Regions from separate parts of the Mus musculus genome. Here all the other regions are linked to region 1. A link is a contact called in public HiChIP or PLAC-seq and promoter capture Hi-C data. All regions are on one chromosome and are shown on one strand. Each heading gives the region's core, a stretch centred on a gene start, on an enhancer-like site or on the middle of the called end of the contact. The rest is flanking DNA. Distances are from core to core; before and after follow the strand shown. Region 1 holds the start of 1110020A21Rik (RIKEN cDNA 1110020A21 gene). Region 2 has its middle 25 kb from the start of Six3. Region 3 holds the start of CJ186046Rik (a long non-coding RNA gene).

Region 1 (4,287 bases), core at 586-3,085:
AGTTTCCAAGTTGTTTTTAGAAGCGCTTGAATACTGATGAATTTGGGCAGCTATCAAATCCTTAAGAGGCAATTTTTTGCCAAATAAGATGGGCAAACGTCCTAGAGGTGCTAAAACTGGTATTAGAGGTCATGCAACTTTTTTAAAAAATGAAGAAATGGCTCTAACATTCACCAAGCCCTTCATTTATATAAGTTTATTTCAGGGTTCTTTTCAGCTATGCTTAATGATACTTTCTTTCCTTAAAGGCTTTTAAAGATAAAAAGTAATGACCGATCACATAATACTGTCCAGTCTATTCTTAATGGAATTCATGTAAACTTGAGATGGAGTTCATAGTAATTTCATTTAAGAAGCCCATTGTTAAGCACGACACCCGAAATTTTCGGACCGTGGTTGGTGGGCAACACACAGACACGAACCCCCGAGTCTGGCTAAGAGGAGCAAGACAAACGGTTTAAAGCACAGGAGGGGGAAGGAGGCCCGGAGAGGCACAGACAGAAAAACCAGAAAGATTTCACAAGAAAGGAGAGCGGAGCGCAGGGGAGGGCAGAAAGCGACCGGGAGAGAGAGCCACACCGAAAGGTGTTTTCCGGAGCGGCGGGCAGGACTGGGTGAGCCGCGGCCTTGGGGTGGCCCGCGCGCCCATGGGCGCTGCCTGCACGCCGCGGCGCGAGGGGAAGCAGCGGACTTCCACGCGCCCCGGCAAACTACTCCCTCGCCGCGCCGCGCCCCGCGAAGCCTCGCGCGCAAGCGGAGGCGGCGGCGGCAGCCCAGGCCCTGGGCCTAGCCCGGTGCTCCGAGAGCAGGCTGGACGGACGGACGGCCGTTCCCCCACTCGGCTGGGCGCAAAGCGGCCTTACCTGGGGCGAAGGTAGAAAGGGAGGTCTCGCGGGCTCGCCCGCCGCACAGCCGCCCGCGGCCCCCGGCTTTCTCCCGAGACGCGACACCGCCTCCGCCGCCGCTTCGCCCTCGGGGGCTCGGCCACCGCCGCCGCCCGAGCTGTTTACACCGTCCGGCCCCTCACACCGCCGCCGCCGCCTTCTCTCCAACCCAGAGCCGCTGCCGACTCGGCCGCCGCCACCTCCTCCGCCGCAGCCTGATCTCTCTGGAGCATCTTCCAGCCACCGGACACGGAGAAACAGAGACTCCAGCCGCGCCGGCAGGAAACTCCCCCGCAACTGCCAGGGGGGACCAGGCGGTCAGAGCACCAGCGGCTTTTCCGCCATTGAGCAGCGGCCGCTCCGCTCCTTCTGCAACCCCCCTCCCCTCCCCGCACCGCCGTCTTTCCCCGCCCCTCCTCGGGCTCCGCCCCCCAAGGGCACCCATTGGGACGCCGCGTGTGTCACCGCTGCCCTCGGTTTGCTGAGAAGCCTGTCAATCTACGTTCTCCCGCCCAACCTGGCCCCTAGTATCTTCTGTGCTTCTCTTTCCCCGCCCACACGGCCCCGCCTCTGAGTCTTTAATTTCTCATTGGGCGTCAGTGCCCACCTTAATTGGCAAGGTCAACTATCCATCACACACCGCCCACCAGTGAGGCCCAACCCTTCATTACCATTTACTTTATTCAGCCCCACCTCCGCCTTGCCCTAACTCCTGACGTCACCGACCTGCCCACCCTAGTAGCCATAGGTAGAGTCCTCCGTCAGTCAAATTACGCCCCAACTCGAAGACCGATATCCTTTTCTGATTGGTTCAAATGGCGGCCTGATCCTCCGACTATTGGCTTCCTCTACTTGTCCGTCAAGAAACCAATTTCCAAGTCCGTCACTTCGGCTTTTTTTAAATGAACGCGCAAAAGTATCCTAAAAGGGATTGGCTAGTATTCGTAGATGGCCAAGCCCCGAGTCTGCGGACCCTGCAGTTCTGACCTCTACACTTCGCGGAGAACGAACACCATAAAGAAACCAACGGGCAGTCCAGTTATAGGTGGAAATTGGTCCCACCCGGAGTGGAGAGAGCCGGCTTCTGATTGGCCAGAGAAGTGCCCCTAGACCCTCATTGGAAGAAGTGGCCGCCTCTCTTTGGCATAGAGCTGTGAAGGAAGAGCTCAGAAAGGTTCGAGAAAGGGCCTGGAGAGAGGCGTTGTTTTGCTTCAACTACGGGTGGGGCGCACGCGAGAGTGCAAAACTGGGCGCGTAGGGCTCTGGGGAGGTGATGCAGGGAGGGAAAGAGCCCGGATGTTCCCTAACAATGAAATCATCTCTGACCAATCAGAGCCTCATTGTTGGGATACCTGCATGACCTGTCTCCAGCAGGGGAGAGTGGGCGGGAAGTTGAGAAGGCTGAAAAGCCACTTGAGAAAATGGGACAGGAGATCCCTTCGGGATGATTTTGCAATGGTTCAGATTGTTCGTTCTTCTTATTTACCTCGACCTCCTGCCTTCCAGCCCTTGGCAGTTCCGTGTTTTGTTTCTGAGTCTGATTTTTAAAACTCCTGTCTAGGCTCTTGACATTCACTAGGTCATTCCTCTCTTAAAGAGCACCTGCATTTTGCTAAGCGTGGTAGGTAGAACTGGAGATACAAAAGTAAGGCAGGCAGTCCCAGACTGGGAATGGTAGGTAATCATTGAACGTCTGCAAAGGGTAATGATGACATAAAGGAGTCTCCCTCTGGGTATGATTACTCGGAAGGCTTCACAAAGGCCGGGAGAAAACGGTCATCTAGTAACCACATTGAGCTAGAAAGTGAACCAGGTTAATTCTTCCAGATCAAAGTGTAATGGGGCACTTAAGCGCTCACCTGAAGAGTTTTTAAACTCGCTCAAGTCTTTGAAAGACGTTTTCGATCTTATTCATACTTAGGTATAAGTTAGTTGGGACAACTTAGGTTTAGACCGACCTAAGGGAGTGCAAATTCAGCTTTGAAAAGAAGGACATATTTCTGAAGCAATTTCCAAAGTGAAACTGGCGGAAATAAACATTTGGTTGCAATTCAGATTTCTCTGGAACTTCAAGTTTAAGAACTCTGTCTTAAGGTTTCTATTGGGACCATGAAACACCATGGCAACCAAAAAGCAACTTGAGTAGAAAAGGGTTTATTGGACTTACACTGTAGCCCATCACTGAAGGAAGCCGAACAAGAACTCAAACCTGCAGATAAGAGTTGATGGAGAGGTTACTAGCTTGTTCACATGGCCCGCTCAGCCCACTTATAGAATCCAGGACCACCAGCTCAGGATGGCATCGCACACAATGGGCTGCCCCCACCCACCCCCACCACCCCCATCAATCACTACTTAAGAAAATGTTCTACAGGCTAGCCCACAGCCAGCTCTTAGGAATGAAAGTTTGTCTCCTCTCAGATGTCTCTAGCTTGTGTCAAGTTGTCATTAGAATGTAGCCAGCACACATGGTGTTTTTTCAGGATAGTGGGCAAACAGGTTCCTAAAATTAGAATCACCTGAGGTTCCAAGCTACATTCATGCCTACAAAATCCAGAGCTCACTCTGGGGAGAAAGCTCACTACAATACAATTTTATTTCATTTATTGTGATTCTGGAGATTGAACTTCGAAAGATAATTTTTAAAAGTAGTCTTTGGGTGCTAGATTTTTTTGTTTTGTTTTGGTTTTGGTTGTTTGGTCAGTTGACTGTTTGTTTGGTTGGTTGATTTGGTTTGGTTTGGCACACCAATTCTTAGACCCAGTGACTGAGAATTGGAGACAGCCATAAAAATTTCTTTCTCTGATTTTGCATACTGTAGGTGAGCTTCAATAAAGAAAAGAAAGTAAGCCCACTTTAGCTCTGACTACCCCTTCAAGGGGCTTCATTATGGAATCAAGAAGGGTTTAATTACATTTAGTGTTTGTGTGTGTGTGTGTGTGTGTGTGTGTGTGTGTGTGTGTGTTTGCAGTGGAGGTCTGAGGGCAATTAGTTCTTGCCATCCTGTAGGGTCCCAGAGTACAACTGAGGCTATTAGACTTGATTATAATCTCCTATCCCTGCAGAGCCATCTTCGACAGCCTGGGAATTATTTAAATGACTTACACAATATATTTTTTAAATCACACCTTTGCTTGGGACACCTTATATTAGAAGATTGAAGTACGGGACCTCACCTTCCAAAATAAGGATCAACATGCTAAAGATCAACAAATAAGGGCTCTTGGATTCCCTTGCCTCGAGAACCCAGGCAACCACAGACAGACATCAGAGCCCTGTCTCGCACTGCTTGATTTCCTCTTGATCTCCTTTGGCAGACACTCAAATGCAATATGAGATTCAGTGATGTAACTAGGCTGCGGATTGTATACAACTCACTCTTTAATCACTAAAAGTAAGAAAA
Region 2 (4,713 bases), core at 850-3,349, 690 kb before region 1:
GCTACTTTCTACCCTGGCCCTTGACATTGAGGCTACATGGAGCACCTGAATTAAAAAAGAGCACAGACTTTGAAGATATATAAATTTAAGTTCTGGTTCTGGATATGCAACACGGTGACCTTAGGTGTGTCATCTGGTATGCAATTTAGTCTACCAGATTCCCAGTTTCCTCATAAGTTTAGTGGATTTAATATTTATATCTCAGGCTCTAACAGATATAATTTAGTGTCCTGGATCTAATGTTTGCCCCCTGTTCAAACTACAAAAGCTCTCTAAAGAGAAGGCACTCATCTCTAAAGACTATGGCAATGGTTCTCCTCCACCTGGCCAGGGATGTGAATGGCCCTGCCTGCAAGCGAGGGATAGATGAAATCAGTGTGTCCTCTGCCTTCCCCAGCCCCGTCTCCTTATCCTATCTCATTCTCTCACAAGACACCACAACACTACCACTCCAGTTCTCACGATAGAAATGCCCTCATCAGAAGGCAAGGTGCCACCAGCCTGGCTGCCAGTATCAGGTCCAGCATCAGGACCAACATCAGGACCAGCATTAGGCCCAGCATCAGGCCCAGCATCAGGCCCAGCATCAGGCCCAGCATCAGGTCCAGCATCAGGTCCAGCATCAGGTCCAACATCAGGACCAGCATCAGGCCCAGCATCAAGTCCAGCATCAGGCCCAGCATCAAGTCCAGCATCAGGACCAGCATCAGGTCCAGCATCAGAACCAGCATCAGAAATGTCCTCAGTTAAGACTTGAGAGCCACCCACAGTGCCTCTGATCAGCAATGTGGATCCTGAAGGCTCTGGACCACCTCTTCACATCCTTATCCTGAACATGAATAAAATTGAATCAGACAGCTTCAAAGGAAGATGTCAGAGTCTGCAGGGGAAGTTAGAAAAGGCATTTCCACATTCTGAGTTAGGGACCAGGGCGAAAGGGAAGAGAATTCCTTGAGTCTTGCGATTCTCTGGCCTTTGGGGGCACCTCATGGAGTTTCTACTCAGGGGTCCCTAAATCTCTGAGAGAACCTGTTTCAGGGCTCACATTTTTCTTTCCATAGTACAGAAACTTCTCGGATCCTTAGAGACTGTGCCAATATTCCTCAGGTTTCTTACCTGTCAATCAACCTTGTTTTATTCCAGGAGAAACAAAAATACAACACACACATTTTTTTTTCTTAATGGTCTTTACCTCGAGGTTTAACTTCTGGATATGATCTGTTTTCTTCTAATGTTTGGGACTTGAATGCAGGGCCTCACATAAAGCTAAGCAAGCTTTTATGGCGATCTACAGCCCTGACCTCCTTGTAGTTTTATGACAGGGTCTTGCTTGAACTCTACAGCTCAGGCAGGCCTTGTACACCTCAGCCTCCCTCAACCTTGGGAAGAACTGGAATTAGAAGCCTGCGCCATCATGCTTCACCCAGATTCTCCTGCAGAGGGGGTAGTCAGTCTGTAGGCGCCTCTGAGTCGGACCGGTGCAGGGAAGTGCCCCAACTCCAATAGGCAGGCACACTGGATGCAACTCTCCTCCTTCAGTCCATGACAAAGGCCCACATTAGCATGTTAACACTGTGCACATCCAGAATCTTCGGGGGTTCTACCACCTTCTGTCATTCTGCAGACAAACCATCACTCGTGTGCGATGTTCAACTCCTTGGAACTTACCCACGGGTTATGAAGGCTAGGACCAAGTGAGAAGATGGAGGAGAAACGAAGGCCGGGGCTGAGGCCAGGCCAGTGGGTATTGCTGCCTCAGAGGCAGCTGGGGAGGAGGTATTCCATTTCCTGAGCTGCGCTTGTCCCATTTCAGTTTGAACAGATGGAAATATAGTTCAATGTTTCAACATCATTTGCCTTTCTCGTGCTAAAATATTGATAAGTGCTGCCCGCACTGATGCCCCCGCGGTTGCGAGCAGTAACTGGAGCATGATGTGTACTGAAGTGAGACACGGCAAAGCCTTTAACGAGTGTTTAAAATTCCTGGAATAATGCGCAACACTGGCTCCTGAAAACCTCCCTCCTGGGCGGCCTCCTAATCGTCAGGAGGAGGGTGAGCGCCGCGCGGACCCCTGCTGGTGGCAATTAGCGCGGCAGCTGCTCGTCTTCAGGACGGAACAATGCGGGAGGCGCTGCATCTGCCCAGGCGGAGGCCACCGCACTTATGGGGGTAGGACACCCAGTGTTGCCTCCTGCTCCCGCCAGGGGCCTGTCACTCCGTACCCAGCCCCTTGAAAGAACTGCGCCCTGACTCTATAGAAAGGCAATCAGCAGACAGAAAGAAAGGGGGGGGGGGGCGAGTAAGAGAGGGGGCGCAGAAGGAAAAAGGGGGAAAGAGCGAAGGGAAGGAAACAGGAAGTACTCAGACCTCCCTGGGAAGAGCTTACCGCCACCCCCACCCCGCCCACACCCCCGACCTCCCCACCAATAAGAATTAAACCAAATTCTTCACTCCTTCGCAGGTGGCACTGTTCCTCAAATTGCAGCTGGGACAAAGGCTTCCAGACTTCGCTGGAAGAAAACCTACAGTGTGGGCCTGAGTATCACTGCCAAGATTTACAGCAGCCCAGCTTGTCCAGGCAAGACAGCATGCCAGGCGCCTTTCAGGTGGAGCGTCCCCACCGTGGTTCATTTCTCCCATACTTTAGCTTCTGGTTTTAGAGTCTTGACTTTTGTTTGAAGACTCTTTTTCGATCTTTGTGGAATCATCCTGAGGTCTAGTCCCCAAGAGGCCTGTTCACATCAGATTACAGAAGACAAAGCCTGCCTTTTCCAGAGGTGACCTGAAAAAGGGCCGCATCCCAGAGGGCTGTGGGTTACCAATCTACAAGGAATCCTGGACAGTGGTTGTATGAAACACATGCATGCACTAGTTTAAGAATCAGGAGGCTGGGAGTGAGAGAGGTGGTTCAATAGCTACAAATACCGAATTGCTGCTCTTGCAGAGGACTGGCGCTCAGTCCCCAGCCAACACCCACAAGGTGCTCACAACCTCTGTAACTTTAGTTCTAGAAAATACCATGCCTTCCAGCCTTGGAGGATACTGCCCATACATGGTACACATACATGCATGTATGCATGCATGCGTACATACACACACATGCATACAGGCAACACACACTAAAAAAAATGAATAAAATGTTAGGGCAGTCCTGGTGACACACAGCTTTAATCCTAGTACTCAGGAGGCAGTCAGACAGATCTCTGTAAGTTCAACCTCAGCCTGGTCTACCTAGAGTTCTAGGCAAGCAAAGAATATATGAGGAGATCCTGCCATCTCCTCACTCCCTAATTTTTTTTTTTAAATCAGGAGGCCAGAGATGTAGTCCAGTTGATAAAGTGTTTGCCTAGCATGGGAAAAGCCCACATCTGTAAAACCAGCACTTGAGAGGCAGGAGTAGGAATAACAGATGTTGAAGGTTATTCTTGGCTATTTATCGAGCTCAAGGTAGGTTGAACTACACAACGCTGTGTCTCAAAAAACGGGAGAAGAACCAGTGGGCTGCAGAACCCTTGCTTGCTCTTGTTGCAGAGTGGACGATACTTGTAATGGGTAAGACAGAAGAAGTAGGGCTCTACCAGGAGCTGAGAAGAAAGATCTGACCATGTGTGCTCCTCTTATGCCTCCCACAAAATAAAACTCAACCATTACAGAAATAAAACTGTTAGTGACACAGAGGGTGGAGGTGGCAGGCGAGGATACACACACAGTGCAGGAGGGCAATTTGGGGATAAGTGGTGTGTAGTATAGTATTGACGGGACAAACCAGGATAGTCCGGAATGTGCAGCTGTCAAAGTCAGTGTCAGGGGACAGGTTCCCAAGACCCATCTGCTGCAGGGTTCTTAATAGATGAGGAAGTGCACAAGAAATGCTGTTGCTTCTGGGAGGTTGTAAGGAGCCCCACGACATTCTCCATCCACAGTGAATACCTCGTGCGGTGGTACAATGCTTCCACTCACAAGTGTCCGCTCCTGGAACCACTGCTCACCCCCGAGGTGCTCCTGATGTGGCTCCAGAGGGTCTGCCTCTCTGTCTGAGATTGCCTTCCATGTTTTCCTGTACAACCTGTCCACTCAGGGATGTTCCCAGCCATGTGGGTGCTGGGAATCTAATCAGGGCCCTCTGCAAGAGCAGCCAGGGCTCTTAACCTCTGAGCCACCTCTCCAGCTTCCATGGCTGGATTTTACATGCAGTAACCAGAGAGACCCATGAGAGTTAAGTTAAAGACTCTCAAAATGTGAAGAATGGAGGTGGGCTCAGAGATGAACCTTTGACAAATGGATCCCAAGAAAGCAAGGCTTTGATTCCAAGGTCTTAGGCTGCCACCTTCCCAAGCCAGCTCCGCTCCCAGGCTCCCTGCCACATTCACCTAGAACTTCTGTCGCTGTGCTTTCAGGAATGCTCACCCATACAAAGTGTCTCCCAGAGGTCCAGTGGCAAAGGCATGGCCTCTAGAGAGGCGCGTCTAGAAGATTAGCGATGCCCTAATATAGCTGGGTAGGAGCCTGGTCTCCCAGTCATCGAGTGTGAGACTCTCCACTCCCTTCCTTCCTTGGTTTCAATTCCTTGGCTCTGAGGTAGGTGGCTTTGCCCTGCTATAAGACCCAGCCACAGTGGGTGAACTCACAGCAGGCCTAAAAACACTGCAAATGTATCCATCATAGGCTGTGCCCCCTAGCATTGTGAGCCAGATACACTATTTTTCTCTTTA
Region 3 (4,774 bases), core at 88-2,587, 730 kb before region 1:
AACAAAACGAGGTCTAGAGGTTTTAGCATGGTCTGTGCCTCCTTGGATCTTGGCATTGAATGTCACTAGGAGCTTGCAGCTGGGTGGGAAAGGGCGGAATGGATGCCCAAAGGACAAGCCTTGCCAAGAAATAAGCCGTGGGCCTTTCAAACTCTGGAAACTTCAGGGATGTCCCTGACCCCACCCCTCCAGTGCACCCCTAACCTTCTATTGCTTGGATTTTTCCAAAGGACCAGCACTTCGTATGTTCTGGGGGAGTTCTGACAAAGAAACAAAAAGCAGGGCTCCTCCTACCCACTTTCTAAGGCCAATCTTGCCGGAACTTAGCGCTGGGTTCTCAGGCAGAAGAGACCAGGAACCCGAGCCCAGAAGTAGGGAGACAGGAAGCTGGTAAATCCAGTCTCTTCTGTGCACCTCACCCCCACCCCGGGAAGTGCGACAATTACCCTACACACGCTGCCCTGGGCTCCCCGGGGCAGTCTGCGGGTCTATGCGGGCTCCCCTGTTTTGTGTCGCCGCCCTTGCAAGATTCAACTTCCGTAAAGGCCACACGAGACTGCCGGGAGTTTCTCGGGTCCTGGGCCCCGTGGGGTTAAGTCTGAGTCCCCGCCTGGCGAGGAGCAGATCGCGCCGAGTGGGGGCGGTACCGGCCGCGGGGCAAGCAGCCTGCTGCGAAAGGAAGGAAAGGCGGGATCCTCCGGGAAGTTGATTCTCAGGCGTCCAGCTGCGGCCACTGCCAAATCTCTGACTTCTCTCCCCACCTCCTCCCCCTTTCCCTAGGGGATAGACATCTCGGGTCCCGGGTTTCTTGCATGGGGGTGGGGTGTTGTCAGCTAGAAAAGCCAAGCCTTTCAGAGGCCCCCTAAGAGAATCCAAACTCTCCATCCCACTGACCTCCTCCTGGGTTAGTGTCTCTGCCTGTCAGCTGCGACCTTCCGAGCGACGCAGTGACCCAGCCGGAGCTGGAGCACCTGGCGAAGCCTGGGTGAGGCTGTTGCGACGCCTCTTATTTAAAAAAAAAGGGAGGGGTGTCTCACACTTTTTCTCTTGAAGGCTCCTTCTGTCCCCCTCTTTTCCTTTCCTGAAAGGCACCCCCTTAAACGGTCCTCCGCCTTCCCTTCTACTCCCTTCCTTCCCCACTTCGGTCCTCCTCTTTTCTTCGAGGGCCCCCACCCAGCCCCCTCCTTCGGGGTCCTCCTCCTCCTCTGCTCTTTGGGCGTCCGCCCCGTCAATCACCGCCGTCTCGGGGCCCCAGCCCGGCTCCTCTCCGCCTCCCGGGCTCTGGGAGTGCCTGGGGCTCCCGTCTCGGCCAACCTCCGCTCTGTGCAGAGCCGGGGCGATCTGTCAGCGGAGCTGGCCGAGGGGGGCGGGGGTGGGAGCCGCCCGGGCCGCCGGGGCTCGGGTTACCGGTGACTGACAGCGTCTCCATGGCGAATAATTTGACTCGACTATTGTCTGGCGCGGGCAGGCCCCGGGTCAGATAACCCGACCAATCAGGGCGCGGGCCGCCGCGCCTCATGCCCGCTTAGAATAATATTATTAAAAAAGCTGCAAGCGAGCTAGACGGGAGGGAGAGCGAACGAGCGAGGAGCCGGCGAGCGAGCGGCGGGCGGGCGCGGAGCATGCGGAGCGGCGCCCCGGGCGGCCTCCGGGCTTGGGCGCGGGCGAGGCGCGCGGGCGGCGGGGGCGCGGAGCTGCGCGGGGCCGGCGGCGGGAGCGAGGACGGATCGTTGTGACTCAGGAGTCGCTCGGGAGCCGGCGCCTGGCCAGGGGGCCCCGCCCGCCTGTCGGCCGGCCGGGGCCGGCGGGGAGGCGCCCATGCGGGGCCGCGAAGCGCGGTGAGGGCGCGCGCGGGCGGGCGGGCGCGCAGCCGCCACCATGTCCATGCTGCCCACCTTCGGCTTCACGCAGGAGCAAGTGGCGTGCGTGTGCGAGGTGCTGCAGCAGGGCGGCAACATCGAGCGGCTGGGTCGCTTCCTGTGGTCGCTGCCCGCCTGCGAGCACCTCCACAAGAATGAAAGCGTGCTCAAGGCCAAGGCCGTGGTGGCCTTCCACCGGGGCAACTTCCGCGAGCTCTACAAAATCCTGGAGAGCCACCAGTTCTCGCCGCACAACCACGCCAAGCTGCAGCAGTTGTGGCTCAAGGCGCACTACATCGAGGCGGAGAAGCTGCGCGGCCGGCCGCTGGGCGCCGTGGGCAAGTACCGCGTGCGGCGCAAGTTCCCGCTGCCCCGCTCCATCTGGGACGGCGAGGAGACCAGCTACTGCTTCAAGGAGAAGAGCCGCAGCGTGCTGCGCGAGTGGTACGCTCACAACCCCTACCCGTCGCCACGAGAGAAGCGCGAGCTGGCCGAGGCCACCGGCCTCACCACCACGCAAGTCAGCAACTGGTTCAAGAACCGGCGGCAGCGCGACAGGGCGGCCGAGGCCAAGGAAAGGTACGAGTAAGTGAGCATCTGCGCCGGCTTCCCTGGTCCTGGGAGAAACGGGTGCGGGAGGATGGGGAGCTCCTGGACAGGACTAAATCGCACCCGGACCCCGGGTACCAAGCTCGGCCGCAGCTCAGGCTGGCTCAAAACAGCGCTTAGGTCTTTTCTGGAGGCTGAGCGACCCGGAATTTGTCTAAAGCGGGCAAAGCGGTGCGTAAGTTCAGTAACTAATTCCTCAGTCGCTTGTGGACTAAACTGGAAAAACGGCGAGTTTCAGAGAGGGCAGGGCTGTGGGCCTGAATTCCCTGCGAGGTAAGCGTAGGCTTAGGGCCTGATCTTCGAACAACCAAGGGCGTCGGGGATCAGGGGGTTTAGGACGTCACCTCCAGGTCAAAGAGATTTTTAGGGGTCAGGGCAGGGGTTGGAATCTCCCTAGTATTATCTGGGTAATGACTGCAATATCTATGCAAGGTAGACCTATTCCTTGTCTGGGCATAAGAGCTGGGCACAAGAGAGTTGGGAGTTATCCCGCGTAGAAAGGACCCAAAGATGTAAGGCCTCCGGGGGAAATGTCTGCTGAGGAAGAGAAGGCAATCCAGCCTGCCTTTCCTGAACTTGCCAGACCCTTGAAGACCTCGCTCTCCTTAGGTTCTGCTCTCTTTGATGGGCAAGTCGGGTGTGCGAGGTAAACTGGGATCTGCCGAAAGACTGGGAGCTTTCTTTTCTATCGGAATCTAAGACTTTCCAAACTAACCTAAGCTACAGACACCCCTGTAACTGTCTGTAACCCGCTTTGGGCTTAAATCTGGACAAGGAAACTAGGGGATCGAGATCGGAGAGAAACGGATTATGGGAACGGATTTCTCCTTGGGGAACAGCAAAACAAGACACCTGGGTTAGGTGATGTGGATGTGTTGAACACCGTTTGAAGGATCCAGGGTCAGGGTATCGAACAGTAGGGGCAGAAGAGCAAGCTGCAGACTGGACCTGGGTATTTGAAATCCCCAAGTTTGACTTTGAATGGCGATGATGTCTTGCTCATTCCCCCACCCCCCACCCCAAGAAATCTGAAAGAATGGCCGTTAGGAATCCACTAATAGGTTTTACCCAGGATTTCAAATACCCATATCTGGTCAGGGACTGTCCGCAAAAGCAGGCAAGAGGTGGATTCATCTGCGATGGGTTCTCCTCTGTCAGGCTCCATAAGGGCTGGGGTTCCTGACTAGGCCCCAGGTGAGAGCTACAGATTGTGCCTCCTTGTTTCTGCCTACGATCTGAGCCAGCTCTCAGCACCCTGCCCTTCCTTCTACCTTCTCCCCTAGGGAAAAGGAGTCCTCCATTCTCAAAGCCCCATCTTTCTGCCCAGTCAAATGAGCTCCTGCTCAGCTTGGAATTAGGGATCATAGTCTCAGTAGGGAGGGGTTTCCCTCGCGCAGAGAAAGGCAAAGGGAAACTAGGCCTGTGCTCACCCAAGTCGAAGTGGGCCCCTCAGCCTGGGCTCGCTGTATCTGAAGCTTCTATTCCCCACTTCTACCCAGCAAAGCTCGTTTGTACGGTATTTTCCCTCACTTCTCCCAACTCCAGGCTCCCCACTTTGGTGCCGCAGCTCTCTTAAGGAATGGGGTGGGAGACAGGACAGGAAATACTGGGAACAGGAAAGGTAGTCATGACATTAAGGACATGGGCTGATACAGGGAGAGGGACAAGCGAAAACTAGTGTTGAGGGTTTGAGAACGCAATTAAGAACAAGAAGTCAAGTGTGGGAATGGTAGAAACAGCAAACACCCTTTAGCAACCGCAGCGGGGCCCCAGGTGCTGGCATCCTGAGGGTCAGCGCAGAGTGGCCCTGGTTCCCCCTGACCCCGCTCCTTTCCTCCTGCGCTTGCAGGGAGAACAGCGAGAACTCCAATTCCAGCAGCCACAACCCGCTGGCTTCCTCGCTCAATGGCAGTGGCAAGTCGGTGCTAGGCAGTTCCGAGGATGAGAAGACGCCGTCGGGGACTCCAGACCACTCGTCGTCCAGTCCCGCTCTGTTGCTCAGCCCGCCGCCGCCCCCTGGGCTGCCTTCCCTGCACAGCCTGGGCCACCCTCCGGGCCCGAGCGCAGTACCCGTACCAGTGCCCGGTGGAGGCGGCGCGGACCCACTGCAGCATCACCACAGCCTGCAGGACTCCATACTCAACCCCATGTCGGCCAACCTTGTGGACCTGGGCTCCTAGAGCTCTGTTCGCCTCCGGGCGCTTGCTTTCCGTGCTTGATGAAGCGGTGTGGGAGGGCGATAGATTCTGGAGTCTGTGCCGCGTACTGGAAGACTGCCCTGCCACGCTGGAGCGGCAGAACCGGCG

Evidence for each region. Promoter capture Hi-C pulls out the DNA fragments that hold promoters and counts their contacts. HiChIP or PLAC-seq counts read pairs in DNA pulled down with a chosen protein or histone mark.
Region 2: a contact with region 1 is called in an H3K27ac HiChIP or PLAC-seq map of differentiating embryonic stem cells, with 4 times the contacts expected there. The contact joins the enhancer-like site here to the promoter of 1110020A21Rik in region 1. A contact is called at or near these places in 4 of 39 promoter capture datasets (hippocampal neurons, liver, neural stem cells and 1 more), 10 of 115 datasets of contacts at active chromatin or transcription factors (the NIH/3T3 cell line, astrocytes, differentiating embryonic stem cells and 7 more) and 1 of 9 other capture datasets (macrophages).
Region 3: a contact with region 1 is called in a promoter capture Hi-C map of embryonic stem cells, with 2.1 times the contacts expected there. The contact joins the promoter of CJ186046Rik here to the promoter of 1110020A21Rik in region 1. A contact is called at or near these places in 1 of 39 promoter capture datasets (embryonic stem cells), 2 of 484 Hi-C or Micro-C datasets (both in embryonic stem cells) and 4 of 115 datasets of contacts at active chromatin or transcription factors (embryonic forebrain, embryonic stem cells, large pre-B cells and 1 more).

Annotation. Positions count from the first base shown.
Region 1 is chr17:84,954,971-84,959,257 of GRCm38.p6, reverse strand. 1110020A21Rik (RIKEN cDNA 1110020A21 gene) reads left to right here and starts at 1,835. Exons shown (of 4, transcript NR_027929.1): 1 at 1,835-2,058. It overlaps Ppm1b (protein phosphatase 1B, magnesium dependent, beta isoform), which reads right to left and starts at 1,257. Exons shown (of 6, transcript NM_001159496.1): 1 at 864-1,257.
Region 2 is chr17:85,643,292-85,648,004 of GRCm38.p6, reverse strand. No RefSeq gene overlaps it. Among named protein-coding and RNA genes, the nearest start is that of Six3, 25 kb to the right of the region's middle. Within about 2 kb of position 2,099, at least 27 of the 459 cell types and tissues checked have an H3K27ac peak or open chromatin away from gene starts, as enhancers often do. A contact at or near this core is called in differentiating embryonic stem cells, where this site is marked.
Region 3 is chr17:85,685,057-85,689,830 of GRCm38.p6, reverse strand. CJ186046Rik (a long non-coding RNA gene) reads right to left here and starts at 1,337. Exons shown (of 9, transcript XR_001782258.2): 1 at 1-1,337. Six2 (sine oculis-related homeobox 2) reads left to right here and starts at 1,577. Exons shown (of 2, transcript NM_011380.2): 1 at 1,577-2,438; 2 at 4,318-4,774. The coding sequence starts at 1,879. The coding sequence ends at 4,648.